Linked DNA regions of Mus musculus: all the other regions are linked to region 2. A link is a contact called in public promoter capture Hi-C data. All regions are on one chromosome and are shown on one strand. Each heading gives the region's core, a stretch centred on a gene start, on an enhancer-like site or on the middle of the called end of the contact. The rest is flanking DNA. Distances are from core to core; before and after follow the strand shown.

Evidence for each region. Promoter capture Hi-C pulls out the DNA fragments that hold promoters and counts their contacts.
Region 1: a contact with region 2 is called in a promoter capture Hi-C map of embryonic stem cells, with 8 times the contacts expected there. The contact joins the enhancer-like site here to the promoter of Trp53bp2 in region 2. A contact is called at or near these places in 4 of 39 promoter capture datasets (the C10 cell line, embryonic stem cells, hippocampal neurons and 1 more), 1 of 484 Hi-C or Micro-C datasets (liver) and 2 of 115 datasets of contacts at active chromatin or transcription factors (astrocytes and pancreatic cancer cells).
Region 3: a promoter capture Hi-C map of embryonic stem cells shows a contact between it and region 2, with 7 times the contacts expected there. The contact joins the enhancer-like site here to the promoter of Trp53bp2 in region 2. A contact is called at or near these places in 4 of 39 promoter capture datasets (embryonic stem cells, hippocampal neurons, liver and 1 more).

The regions. Positions count from the first base shown.
Region 1 is chr1:181,253,743-181,258,228 of GRCm38.p6, forward strand. No RefSeq gene overlaps it. Among named protein-coding and RNA genes, the nearest start is that of Gm39718, 31 kb to the right of the region's middle. Within about 2 kb of position 3,104, at least 318 of the 459 cell types and tissues checked have an H3K27ac peak or open chromatin away from gene starts, as enhancers often do. A contact at or near this core is called in astrocytes, embryonic stem cells, liver and 1 more, where this site is marked.
Region 2 is chr1:182,406,852-182,410,915 of GRCm38.p6, forward strand. Trp53bp2 (transformation related protein 53 binding protein 2) reads left to right here and starts at 2,316. Exons shown (of 18, transcript NM_173378.2): 1 at 2,316-2,599. The coding sequence starts at 2,573.
Region 3 is chr1:181,227,944-181,232,581 of GRCm38.p6, forward strand. It overlaps Gm38664, which reads left to right. Exons shown (of 6, transcript XM_011238899.2): 3 at 4,213-4,339; 4 at 4,467-4,618. Among named protein-coding and RNA genes, the nearest start is that of Wdr26, 18 kb to the left of the region's middle. Within about 2 kb of position 2,953, at least 145 of the 459 cell types and tissues checked have an H3K27ac peak or open chromatin away from gene starts, as enhancers often do. A contact at or near this core is called in embryonic stem cells, where this site is marked.

The DNA.
Region 1 (4,486 bases), core at 1,854-4,353, 1.2 Mb before region 2:
TGGTAAAAAATACTCCTTTGAGGCCAATTCCAACAGGAACAGCTGGCTATAGACCTGGGAAGAGAAAAGCAGTCACATCACTGTGAAGTTACCAGATAGATACAGTTGTTAAAAAATCAAATCAAATCCAGGAGCAGAGGGGAAAGTAACTGCTGTCTAATAATCTCAGAGTGGTAGGTGCTGAGAACATACTGCCCTCAGTTTCAATATAGTGTGTTTAATTGTAAATTATCAGGTTCAATATTTAATAATGACTATGTCTAATAAACAGCTTATAAAATCGGTTCTTGCAAGCCAAAACTCACCAGTTTTGCACACCACTCTCAGAGGCTGCTCTGAAGCCCTGTTAGTTTAACTCTCTGTTTGCCTATCTATCTGTGTGTGAGAGAGCCAGAGCCAGAGAAAGTATGGGTCTCTCTCTCACACACATACCCAGGAATGGAGGTCAGAGTTCATTTGAAGTGTTATGGTGTAGGAAACCAGGCGCTAACACGGACAGTGCAAGGCAAAGTTTTATTTTTACAGCTCGGCCAGGCTTATATTCTCCTTTGGCAGAAAATGAAGGACCAGCTTTCTGTTTCTTACTTCCCAAAGCACTTTCTTTGTACTTTCTTGCTGTAATGGTGCTTGTTCATTCCGGGTTTTCTTTTCTGACGGTGCCGGGGATGAACCCAGAGCGTCCATTCTCCCACTGAACCACAGACATTCGGCCGCTTCTGTTTCCCTTGATGTCTAGTTGATAGCATTCTTGATTGTTCTTTGAACAGAACAAAGAGTCCCTCTTGAGGCAGGGGGATTCATACTTGGTCATTGCAGGGGCCCAGGAATGATGTCAAAATGACTGCAGCCATTATCGACAGCTGCTGTGTGAAAAGCACTTTGGGAAGAACTCTGCCTTGGGGCTGGGCAGAGTGGTGCATCATTGACCCCAGCACTCGGCAGGCAGAGGTGGGTGGATTTCTGAGTTTGAGGTCAGCCTGGTCTCTGAAGTGAGTTCTAGAACAGCTAGGGCTACACAGAGAAACCGTGTCTCAGAAAAAGAAAGAAAGAAAAAGGAAGGAAGGGAAGGAGGGAGGGAAGAAAGGAGAAGTTTCTCACTAGCTAAGAATTAGGAGTCCCAGTGCAGTTAATAAAACTGCTGGTGAGGTGAGATGAACCCCAGAGAGATAACTTTTTTTTTTTTTTTGGTTTTTTGAGACAGGGTTTCTCTGTATAGCCCTGACTGTCCTGGAACTCACTTTGTAGACCAGGCTGGCCTTGAACTCAGAAATCCGCCTGCCTCTGCCTCCCTAGTGCTGGGATTAAAGGAGTGCCACCACGCCCACGTAGAGACATTGGAGCAGCGACAACCACCATGCTTTAGACAGAAGCAGGTTCGGCCTTTCTCCCTCTCACAACTGTGTAAACCTGCAGTTTTCGAGGGATCTCACCAGAAGCACCATTTATAGTAAGGGACAGGCCTTAACCCCTTGCACACCCCCCTTGGCTCATGCATGGTTTTATCTTCTTTCTCAGCTAGCAATCCTATCCAGGTGCTTTTGAAGCCACACCTTAACCTCGATTATCAAAAAAAAAAAAAAAAAAAAAAAAAAAAAAGGGGGGGGGGTCTTCTTATTGATGCTGTGAGATGTAGCTTGAGAGCTACCAACATTATATGTGTGGTTGTCACTAAGACACGGCAGGGACACTCCCCCTTGAGAGGCCCACACACCTGTGGATCTGTGTGCATTATCTGACCCGAGCCCCTCTTTTTCTTCAAGCTGGCATGCCTTCTTAATAAACCCCAACTGTGTGTCTTATTGGCTCGCCCTAAAATCTCTCTCTGCAGTGAAATCCACTCCCACTTCACTTGAGAGGCAGCTGAGGAGTTCGAGCTGCTTCAGGCAGCAGCGTGGAGGTGTGTCTCGGGCCAGCTGTCAGGGGCGCTCAGTAGCACCTGTGATGCGCTGGGCTCCATCTGTAATAGAGATGGGGGTGAGGAAGCTGTGTTCACTCCCCTTTCATATGGGCAGCAGGCTGCACTCTGGCATCGATGATAAATCGACAGGTGACTAACATGGATCTTAGCATGATTAAGTGACTTGCCCAAGGTCACATCATTAGCAGACAGTCACTTAGAAGCTTGAACGTAGCTCTACTGTAGCAAGTAATGCTTTAATGCAGAAGTCTTTCTTAGCTGGATGCTTTCTAGGACAGTCCTGCTACAGGAGGTTCCTTAGACAAAGGATTGGAAGGAGGTCGGGTAGGAGCATGGGCAAGTGTGAGTCTTCCTGGGGACAGGCAGGGTGAGCTGAGGTGTGCAGAGTTCTCTCTCGTTCTGGATGGTTGCCATCGAGGTTGTGAGCAAGGGACTTACTTCCCCGGGGGTGACCCGTTGTGAGCAGATTCCAAGCTAACTGCTAAGATGAGCCCAGACACAGGCTCTTGTCTTCCCCAGGACCTCAGAAGTTGGAGTCAAGCAATCATATTTGCTGGAAGAAATGGAAATTAGGGTCTTCCTCAAACTCTGCTGGAATACGCGGGTGGCATGAGATAGCAGCCGCAGTTGCTTGTGGGAACGAAGCTGGTCAGGAAGGGGTTTCTGATGGACACGGATAGGAGGCAATAGCGCCACCCTCCTTGTAAAAAGTCTTGATCGCCCAGCAGGCGCATGAGAGTTGTGAGCCTCAGCTAACTTCAGAAGCCTTCTAGCTCAGAGTAGAGACAAGCCATCCAGCTGGCCTAGGCTGCCAGCCTGCCAAAGAGGAGGTGGGGGGAGGGGACAGGGGTGAGACCCCGTGCTGTCCACCCAGAAGACAGCTGGCGGGCGGGCGGCAGGTGGGTGGAGGTTAGCGGGCCACCCCTCCCCCTGCCCTGCGGAAGCAGCCGAAGAAACTGTACCCTTTTATTGTCTTTGCCACTGGGTGTTTTCTGGAGTAATTTAAACACTGCCAAACACAAGCCTTCCATCCTTTCTCTAGCCATTGAAAGGAAGCGGCAGACTTAAAAATCATCTGAGTGGCGAGGACTGGGCCAGGAAGACGGGAAGGGTGGAGGGAAGGGTGAGACGGAGGTGAAAGTATGTGGTTTGGCGGGTGGGACCAGGCTCGGGTGATGGGCCGAGACCTGCGGCAAGCAAGGGAGGAGTGCCCAGGCTTTGCTGGGCGGCGACCTCAGCGGGCAGGAGGCTCTGGGGAGGGCGCGGGGCGGGGACAGGCGACCTGCCAGGGCCAGTCACCCCCCTCCCCCCCCTCTGTGGGAGGAGGGCAGGAAAGAGGGCGGCCTTTATTCTGTATTAAAATCCTCCTCTCTACCTAGGACACGGTGTACTAACCTTGCACGGTATTTGATCCTATGCAATCAGTCTGCACTTGCCAGGCAGAGTCTTGGGGCCTCATGCATCTGCCGCACAGTCAGGGCGTAGACCATTGAGCCTCCCCTTCCCCCTTGCTGGCTTTGGTCTTCCTCTTCTCTGCTTTCCCTTCCGTCTGACACCATCCCACCCTTCCATTTCCTTCCTCGGGTTTGGGCTCTAGAGGAGCAGAACCCGCCTCCCTTAATTCCAGGTTCTGGGTGAGGAGGTATCACCAGCCCTAGCCAGTACCATCCGGAGGGTTTCGAGCCTCGGGGCTCTACACGGGGTGGGTCTTCCCTAATCTGGTCTTCGCACAACCTGATTATTGTACAAGCGCTGTGTTTGGTAATCTGGAATATTTCTCCCCAAGGCTGTACGGGTGTGTACGGCAGCTGTGGAACTTAGATAGACAGACCCGGGCTTCGGGTGTGTCTACCCGCGGCCCTCCTGCAAATCCTCTGTGCTACTCACGTCTGGAAACCTGGTTTAACCATGAGCAGAGTGAACCTGCTAGAGTCCATACTCACTCGAGCCTCTCCACCTGCAAAGCGCTAACAGTAACTTGCTTGCTTCTTAGGTTGTTTGGGGACTGCGGTTTAAGCGAGTCCTTCCCGAATTAGATCTGGGCTCCAACCCCAATGTTGCCACATGACAACTGACCTTGGCCTCTGTTTTCCAGTACGGGAGGGACAGTAACAGAACCACCCTCACTGGGCCCGCGGTGAACTCAGCTCAGTGCAGGATTTTTAAGTTGCCTAACACAGGTTGCCTGTCATAGTGAAACAGGACATTTTTTTTTGTGCAAGTAATTTGTAAACTGTGGTGTGTTCTTTAGAAATGTAGGCGGTTACTCGAATGCCAACAGGGTGAAATTCTGGGTTCCTGCCCCACTTTCTAAGGGAAATTGATCCCCAACCTCGCCCTGGGCACCCTGGAAGTTCCCTTCCTCAGCACTTCTGGGACCTCTGGGTGGGAGAGGCTGGTCCTGTGCTCCCTGCTCTATTATCCACCCCTCCCCCTTCACTTCACATTCTTTTCTGGAACTCTCAGCAGCTCTGGTAGGCTTCAATCCTGGAATCCTGTCCCCAACCTCTCTCAAAACAGATCTCGGACCACCAAGTCCATCCTGCTTTTCCTAGAGAGCCCAACTCA
Region 2 (4,064 bases), core at 1,066-3,565:
CCCTTTCTCTCCCTTCCCGTGGGCAGGGCATTTGTGCAAACAGCAGTAAAAACAAACAACTGGAGTTTATTAGTCACATTCTTCGCTCCTTGCTTCTATTTCCACCGAAATCATTTTTATTTAACTTCTAATGATTTATTTATGCTTATTTCATGTGAATTCGTGTTTTGCCTGCATATATGTCTGTGTGCACTTACACAGACAAAATTATTATTGTTGTTGTTATTATTTAACCAACCCAGTGTTGCAGTGCTCATATTAAACATAATGTACTGTTGTATGCAGTCAGTTTTCTGGTAGTAATGGGGTAAGTGTCCCATTCCTTGATCCACTGAGAACTGGAGCATTAATGAACAATAGGAATTCTTTTACTGAGCTGGGCAGTGATGGTGCACACCTTTAATCCTAGCTCTTAGAAGGCAGAAGCAGGTGGATCTCTGTAAGTTTGAGGACAGCCTGGTCTATGAGTTCCAGGACAGCTAAGGCTACACTGAGTGACATTACCTAGAAAAACTAAACCAATCAACCAACCAACCAAAAACCAAACAACAACACAAAAAGAGTTTTTTTTTTTTTTTTTTTTTCTTGTTCTTTTCTTTTTTTCTTCTGGGTGACTGTATGTAGACTGGTTTTATTGTCCATTCAGCTTTGTTTTGTTCATTGATGGATCCACAGTACTTAGAAGACCTACAGTATTTTGATACATTTTACTGAGTAAGTCAAGGTGTGGACTTCCTTTACTTAACCCAGGGTAATTCTAGTTGTATCAGTTTTAATTTCATGTTTAGATAGAGTAGCTGGGATGATAGAGTAGCTGGGATGATGTTAACTGGGAGTTGGATGATTCTTTTTTTTGGGTAAGGGATATGTTAAAATAAAAAAATAATTATTCTTTTATTTGTTGTTTATTTATTTGGAGACAGAGCATGTAGCCCAGGCTGGCCTCAGACTCTTGATACGTCCTGCCTCAGCCTTCTAGTGCTGGGACGACAAACAATAAGTGCTCATTCTTTCTGTTGTGCTTTGTATTAAAACCAGGAGTTTATTCATGTTAAACACTCTATCACTAAACTATGTCTGACTCCAGGGACCCCCCCCCCCCCGTTTACATTTTGAGACCTATTCTGCTAAAGCTGCCCTGGGAACCCTTAAATTTGGGATTTTCCTGCCTCAGCATTCTGAGTACCTGGGGATATAGATCTGTGCCACACACAGGTCAATTTATATTTAATTTTTATAAAAGTGTCATTTGAGGTAAGGTCTTACTCTTTCAGCTCAGGCTGGCCTGGAACTCACTGCAATTCTCCTGGCTCAGCCTCCCAAGCGCTGAGATTACTAGTGCACGCTACCACATTCAGCTGGCTCCATTCTTGAAGCTGTATACATTCTGGTGCTTCATTTCATTTCGTTTTGGGGACTCTTCTGTCCTCTGATTCCAAATGAGCTTGCACGGGTTACTTGACGTGAAATGAGCTTCGTGGAGTTAGTGTTCCTGAAGCCTATGTCTCTCTGGATAATGGACTCGACTATCTGCCTCCCTATCAAAGCGAACTACTGCCAATTTCCCAGCGTGAGCTTCGACGGCTCCAAAAAATGGTCCTTGTGTTAAAAGTGTTTACAGGTCGTGATGAGCTGAAGAGCGCCCCAGAAAGCTGTTTTTACCCATTTTCAAATCCTTTGAGCGTGCTGTTCAAAACACAGGGAACCCCCCCACTTCTCAACACTGAAGGGCTTTTCCCTTCTTACATTATAGAAGTAACAGGCCATTCAGAGGGGGGTCTTGGACATCGCCTGAGGGATGAGGACAAATCCGAGAGCGCCTTCTGTCAGGAACGTGCTCCGGCCCGGCGGACTCGCAGGTCTCCATCTTGTGGGGCGCTCGGATCCCTCAGGGCGCCCTGAGTCAGGTGTGTGAGGCGGCGCCGCCCAGGCCCCTCGGCGTCCGGCGCCTTGTGGCTGGTTCATGGTTCCTAAGGCAAAGGGCTCAACTCTCTTGAGCAACTCGGAACCGCCAAGGAGGTGAGGGACACAGCCCTGGGCTCCATCCCCGCGTTTTACGATTATTGTTCTCCTGCGGCGCCGCCCTCCCGTGCCTTGGCTCCGCCTGGAGGCGCGTTCAGGAGCAGCTCCGCCGCCTGCATCTTCCTCCCTCGGAGCAAAGGTTCCCGCCCCCTCTGGCACCGCCCCCAGCATCTGCGCATGCGCCTTCGCCGCCCGGTTGGCGCTCCGCTCCCCCTTACCTCAAGCCTTGGGGCGCGCCGCGGGCGGGGCTTCGTGGGGGGCGGGGCCAGCGCGCCTCGGTGGGGGCCCGGCCGGGATTAGTTGGTTTCGGCGAGAAGGAGGAGGAGGAGGTGGGAGTCGCGAGCGCCGAGACAAAGCCGCGTCCCGGAGACGGGCGAGGGGATTGGGCCCCGGACTCGGTGGCGTCCCGGTCCGCTGAGGGGACTCCAGCGCCGCTGCCTCGCAACAGGTCGGCCGCCGGGCGCGCGGCCTCGTTCTCGCTTGGCTTCCCCGGGCCCGCGACCCTCGGGTCACTTCTGCTCGGCCAGGCCGCCGCCAGACCCCCGCTTCCATGCGGTTCGGGTCCAAAATGATGCCGGTAAGCGGGTGGGCGTGCTGGGGCCCGGAAGTGTACAGGGCGGGGGGGCCGGGTCAGCGGAGCCGGTGGAGCTTCGGGCTTCGAGGCTCTGAGGCTCCGTCCCTCTGGGTCCCCGCGACGGTCGCGATGCTGCCCCGCAGGCAGTGCGGCAGCCCGGGCCGCTGCTCCAAACTTTGCTTCTCGGATGAGACCTTTGGGGAAGCTTGTTTTGAAGGTCAAGAGCCGGGGAACCTTGTTCTTAGCCTATTTCTTTGAATTGTTTTGAGGCTTTTTACTGAAGTGAAGCATAGCGCTTGAAAAGGCTTGCCTTTCTTTTTCTTTCTGCCAGTTTTTTTTTTTTTTAACTTGAATTTCGATCTGATGTTGGTGATAGCAGCCATGTCACCCTATCTATCTCTTTGTGGAAACAGGTTTTAGTAAATGCAGCCTTGAAAGTTTTAGTTCAGAGGAAAACTTCAGTGCCCCGCTCCCCCAGCTTTTTTTCTGCAAGACCTCTAAGAAAGATGAGTGAATTCTTTTGGCATCTGACTTGGCCAGCGTCACAGGTGACTTGCAGGTTGAATGGAGGTGTTTCTGAAAAGCCCCCTTAGCAAGCACAAGATCTGACTGGTTATGGTGGCTCCTGCAGCCGTGTATTTATTTCCTCGTGGGTGTTGTATTTGTTCTCCTCTCAAGCAGGATTAATCGCAGTCAACCTAAGTCCTTTTTTAAAAAATAATTTTTATATATTCTTTGAAAGGTCACGTATTTTAGCCATATCCATCCCTAAACCCCTCATCAACTCACGTTCTTATCGCATCACTTGTTTAAGAAAACAAAACGATAAAAACTTAAAACAACTTAATTTTTTTGCTTTTATAAAATCCAAGAAAGAGTGTTAAAATTTGTGTTTCAATGTTCTATTTTGTTTTGGTTTTTTTGTAATTACACGTGCAGAATATACTATACTGTCTCTTTGCCCCTTTGCGTTGTGGAGGGTGTTCCTAAATTTTTCTAGGTTGGACACATATATAATATTTTGGTTATTAGGTTATTAGGTGGCTTGGGATGGTTACAATTGCTAAGAGTCAAGAAATTTGGAATTACTAGCATTTTGTAACTAATGGTTTAGTCTCATTTATTAAGTTAGGGCTGTGATGTGAATATCTTAAAACGCATACCTTGGTTATGATAGACTGTTTTGTTAACTTTTTTATTCCTGTGTTTTTATCTCACTGTTGTGAAAAAACCTTTGCAGCTTGCCATCAGCTTCCCCTGAACAGAGAAAGGAAAAGAATAGGTGGTTTTAATTGCAGGATGATTTCTTCCTGAAAGATCAGTTTAAATCAAGGTATCCTTTGTTTTTTTTTTTTTTTTTTTTTTTGTTTTATGTAGGGGTGTTTTTCTCCAAACCACATAGCAGATGATCAGAATTCTTGTAAAAAGTTATTGAATCTTGGGACTAAAGTCACTTCAGCAAGTCTGG
Region 3 (4,638 bases), core at 1,703-4,202, 1.2 Mb before region 2:
ACTTTAAGTTGGGTCCCATGACGCAGATGCTTTCTTTGTGTTGGGTGGTTAGGTAGGGCCTCTCTGAGGGGCATCCTGAAGGCTGAGATCTGCATCAGCTGCTCTCAAGATCGGGCAGAGAGCATGCCAGGCAGGGGAGACTACACAGAGGCTTTAGAGAAAGCACAACCCAGCTTTTAGAACAAGCACGCTAGTTAGCTGAAAGACACGCAGGAACAGAGCAGAGTGAGAAAACGCCTCTAGGGCGCTGAGAAGCGAACACGTGGACTGCAGTTGGTTTGAGGACCAAAGGTAATCATTCCTTAAAACGCTGCATTCTTGCTGGCAGCTGCTAATAGCAACATAAAAAGGCCCTGTTGTTCCTAACTGATGCACAAACGCTCTCAGGAATGAGGTTCCGCATGCCCGCTTCTTCCTGTCACTTGCAGCCAAGTCATCGTGTCGGAAAGGCCGGTGTGAAGAAGGTACCTGATTTTGATTCACACGAGTTCCCATCATCCCTTGGGCCTTTATTTTGCCTAAGATCCATGATTAATAAAGCCACGAGAAAACAAATACTTTCCTTTGTTCTGCTTATTGTATCTGCTACAGTGAGAAGTCTCCATCTTAATACTTCTCTTTCCTTCCTATGTTGTTTGTGTAACAGGGAATCACTTCCTCCATCCACTTCACTTGTGTGCAGGCTGAGCCATGTGCTTAATACCCAAACCTCCATGGGCTTCATCTGAATCTCAGGTCACGTGAGCCTCTCCTCTCCTAGTGCCAGAAGTCACCAAGTGACAGAGACAAAGGATAACACTCATTGCAGGTGGGCCGGCATGAGCTGCCAACCAGGAGGCCCAGACTGGGGGGAGCTTTTGGTCAGATTTGCTACGATTCACATTCCTTTGAATCTTTAGAATTGACCTCAAAATGCCCAAGAGGGTCTGTCACATGGGAGGAGGCTTATACTCAGTGACGGCATGCCCTGATGGGTGGCGGGTATCCTCAGATCTGGACTGATGAAAGTGTGTCTATCCCTGTGGTCCTATTAACCAAGTGTTTGCCACACCCAGGCCATGTCTCTGCTGTGGTGCAGGGTCCAGGTTTTGTTTGTTTTCCCTTCTACCATGGTCCTAGATTGACTTTTGGGAATCGATGTACAAAAAAAGAGTTGTTCAGTCAAGCTCGATAGTGATTAAGGGTTGGAAGGAATTTTGGACTTGTAAACTTTTGAGACAAAGCAGTTGAGGTACAAAACAATGATGTGTCTTGCTCAGGGGAAGCGTGGGCTGATATCAGAGCTGGATCTACCAGTCTTCGGCTCTTAGTTTCCAGGGTGGTGGTTCTGTTTCCACTCATGCTGCTGCCAGCCCATAAAGACACATAACAAATAGTGGCCAGATTAAAACAGCCAGAGTCCACATGTAGACACTTACAGGCGTGTGTGTGTGTGTGTGTGTGTGTGTGAGAGAGAGAGAGAGAGTGTGTGTTTGTGTATGTGTGTGTGCATGTGAGTGTGTGTGTGTGTATGTGAGTGCGTGTGAGTGTGTGTGTATGTGAGTGTGAGTGAGTGTGTGTGTGGTCAAACTTACAACCTCAACACTTGGAAGATGGATAATGGAGGATAAAGAGTTCAAGGTTATTCTTGGCTGTGTAGTGAGTTTGAGGCTAACTTGGGCTACTTGAGACTGTCTCTCTCCATCAAAAAAAAAAAAAAAAAGAATTTGGATTTCTGGGTTTTCTCTTCAAAGACTTGAGTACAAGTTTCTGCAAGGCAAGTGACTGATGTGAACAGAGGTTTCTGCCCTTAACATGTGATGGGTGCTTCTGTTTACCTCAGTCTCCACTACTCCCTGTTGCCTCCCAGACCTCAGAATGGCTGTCAGCTGGTATTTGTGGCTGTGCTTTTGTATTTCTGGTGGCCAGAGTGAGAAGAAAGTGATCTATTTCTTCATCGTGTCTCTATTAAATGTGGGCTATATTTCAAGAAGAAATGGGTGTTTTAGAAAGCACAGAGTTTGGTGGCCAGAAGAACACAGGACATTTAGGACACAGGACATTTAGGACACCCATGTGAGTCCAGCTGTCTAGCACCTGTAGGTGCTGGAGGCTGCGACTGTCACTAACCCACAGCACCATGATCCGAAGCGAGAATCTGATCATGTATTTCCTTCCAAGGCGAGGTCCTTGACAAGTTTTGAGAGCTTTTTGTCGTAGCATGGGAGGAAGAAGAGGAACAGAACAAGGAAGAAGCGGGGCCTTCTCCTCTGCCTCTTGTCGCAGGCTGTTAAGACCTGAGGTCAGTTCATTCCGACCCTGAATAGACCGGGCTATCCAAAAGATGGCGTAGTGAGCATCAGAATTTAGATAGGATCGGCTGGAGCAGATCTATTGTGATCCAGCCAAAATCACAAGGAGAGTGCACTGTGCTGCTCTAAGAAGCCGGGTACCGGAGACGTCCGGCTAACACGGCTCCTGGAATAAAAGATGCTTTGCTCTGCCCATCCAAATCTGAATCCTGCTGCTCATGGGCCTGTTTTTACGGGTCCCCCATCTCTGCTTCTCTCTGTCCTTCAACTCCAACTAACATCTCTTTATAAAAGCCAGGAGGCTCTGTAAAGTTTAAAAAACACACACACACACACAATCCATCTGCATTGTATTGAACAGAATTGAAATGTAATGAGCCACTGGGGAGTGAGGGAAGCCACCCTCTGGATCCCCATCGCTGTAGTCAGTTTGCTTTTCTCCTGGCGGGTCAGGAAAGCTTGAGCGAGGAGACCTGCCTGCTGAGGAAAGCATCCTTCTCCCTCGCTATTGTTTGCAGGGCAATAGGCACAGCGATTTGTCACCACCTCGGAAGCTGTTTGGGTGTAGGTGAAGAAGGCCACCTGCCCGTGTGGGAGGGTTGCTCGTGACCTGAGCGTTTAGCCTGACCTTCTTGTGTGCCAGGCTGGCGTCTGATGCAGGAAGTGCTGTTTTTGTATGTTCACCTCAGCAATTTCCTGACTCACTCTCTAGAAGGGACACACCCCATGGCCCTGCAGAGGAAACTTTGGAGGTTGCAAAGCTGGCCTTTGCCTGGCTGACCATGGGGCTTGGAGGTGGAGTCGTTTAAGGAAGGATTAGCAGAGGATGGGACTGTTGTCATTAGGATACCACACGTGACAAACTCAACATGACCGCCCACCTCTTGGATGATTCACAGGCCTGAAGCATGAGTAACTTAGAGGGTGGGCAAGCAGGTATTTGATTCAGTAGGGTGGGGCTGAACCCTCCCTCTCTCCTCAGCACCCATCGCTCCCTTTCCACAGGATCTGGTAGCCTGGAGGTTTCAGGTGCAGGGGGGCCTGTGAAGTCTCTCTTGGCCTGGGGAACCCTTGTCATTTGAATGGTTCTGTGAAGTGGCGCTTGTGACTGAAGTGCGGCTTTCCAGGGGGCTGGGGGGCAGCTGGAGTGGCTCAGCCTGAAGCACATTCTCAGCTCCCGCTGTCAGGGCTGGAGTGGGGGGCACACTATAGGAGGTTCTTCCTCTCACTCGTCATACGTCCCATGTGATAGCACAAAAGGGGAGGGCACCTTGTTGCCATTCCTCTGTAAGCCACATCAAAGCCACAGCTTCTATCCTGCATGGTAAGTTAAAGTCCATCCCAAAGCAAGTGTCCCCTTTGTATTATTACACGAAGCATTGGCTCATACATTATGTATGGGACATCAAACATCCGGTGTAATCTTATTTGACTGTGAATAGAACCTATGTTTTAATAATAACCAGCATTTTTACTATGTGTATGGCATCACAGATGTGTCATTTTAAATTATGTATATAGCTTTTAAAATGTGTAGTGACTAAAATAATTATGGTTGCTTCATGCGGCCCTCTATAGGATATGCCAGTTGAGTAGATACGGACTCTCAGTTCCCATAAAAAGACCACTTTAACTTGCCTGTCAGGAAGCACGGAAGTCACGTCTCAAGTATCATTGCCCGAGAAGGGCAGGACTCTTCTTACATCCTCCTTCCCATCCCACCAGCCCCTGCCCCTTCCACAGGCATCTGGAGAAGAAAGTCCTGCCGCAGTGTGTAGTGGGTCTGAGCTCTGTGTGAATCTTTCCATCATCCCAGGTCCAGAAGTGGGATGTGGTCCAAGGAACCCTAGACAAATGCTCCCTGGGACACTGCGGAATGATTTGCCGGCCTCTTCGAGACATTTCTGTTGTTCCCCTCCAGGGATCGCTGTGTCCTCCCAGGATGAGTCTCTCATGCTGGACCCTCTCTTTGTCCTGTCCCCCTCTGGATGCTGGCAATCTAGGAAGGTGCAGGAGGAAGCTTGCTCCCAGGATCCATATCCCACAAGGTGTCAGCTCCATAGAGCTGGGGTACCCATGGCCAGTCAGGAGGAGCAAGGAAGAGCAGCAGTGTAACTAACTCCCTTGAACAGCAGCCTGAGAGTTGTGAACGGGGTGCCCCTGTGCTCCCTGCAGGGGTTGGCACTTCTTTCTCAGCATCTGGAGATGGCAGCCTGGGCCTGGACAGGAAGTGTGTGCTGAGTCAACTAGGAAGTGGCAAGAGCTGGTGTCCTGCTTACACAGAGCTCTGTCTACCCAGAACTGGATGTTCCTCCTGAAACAGGATGGTATGGCGGAGTCCCCTCCT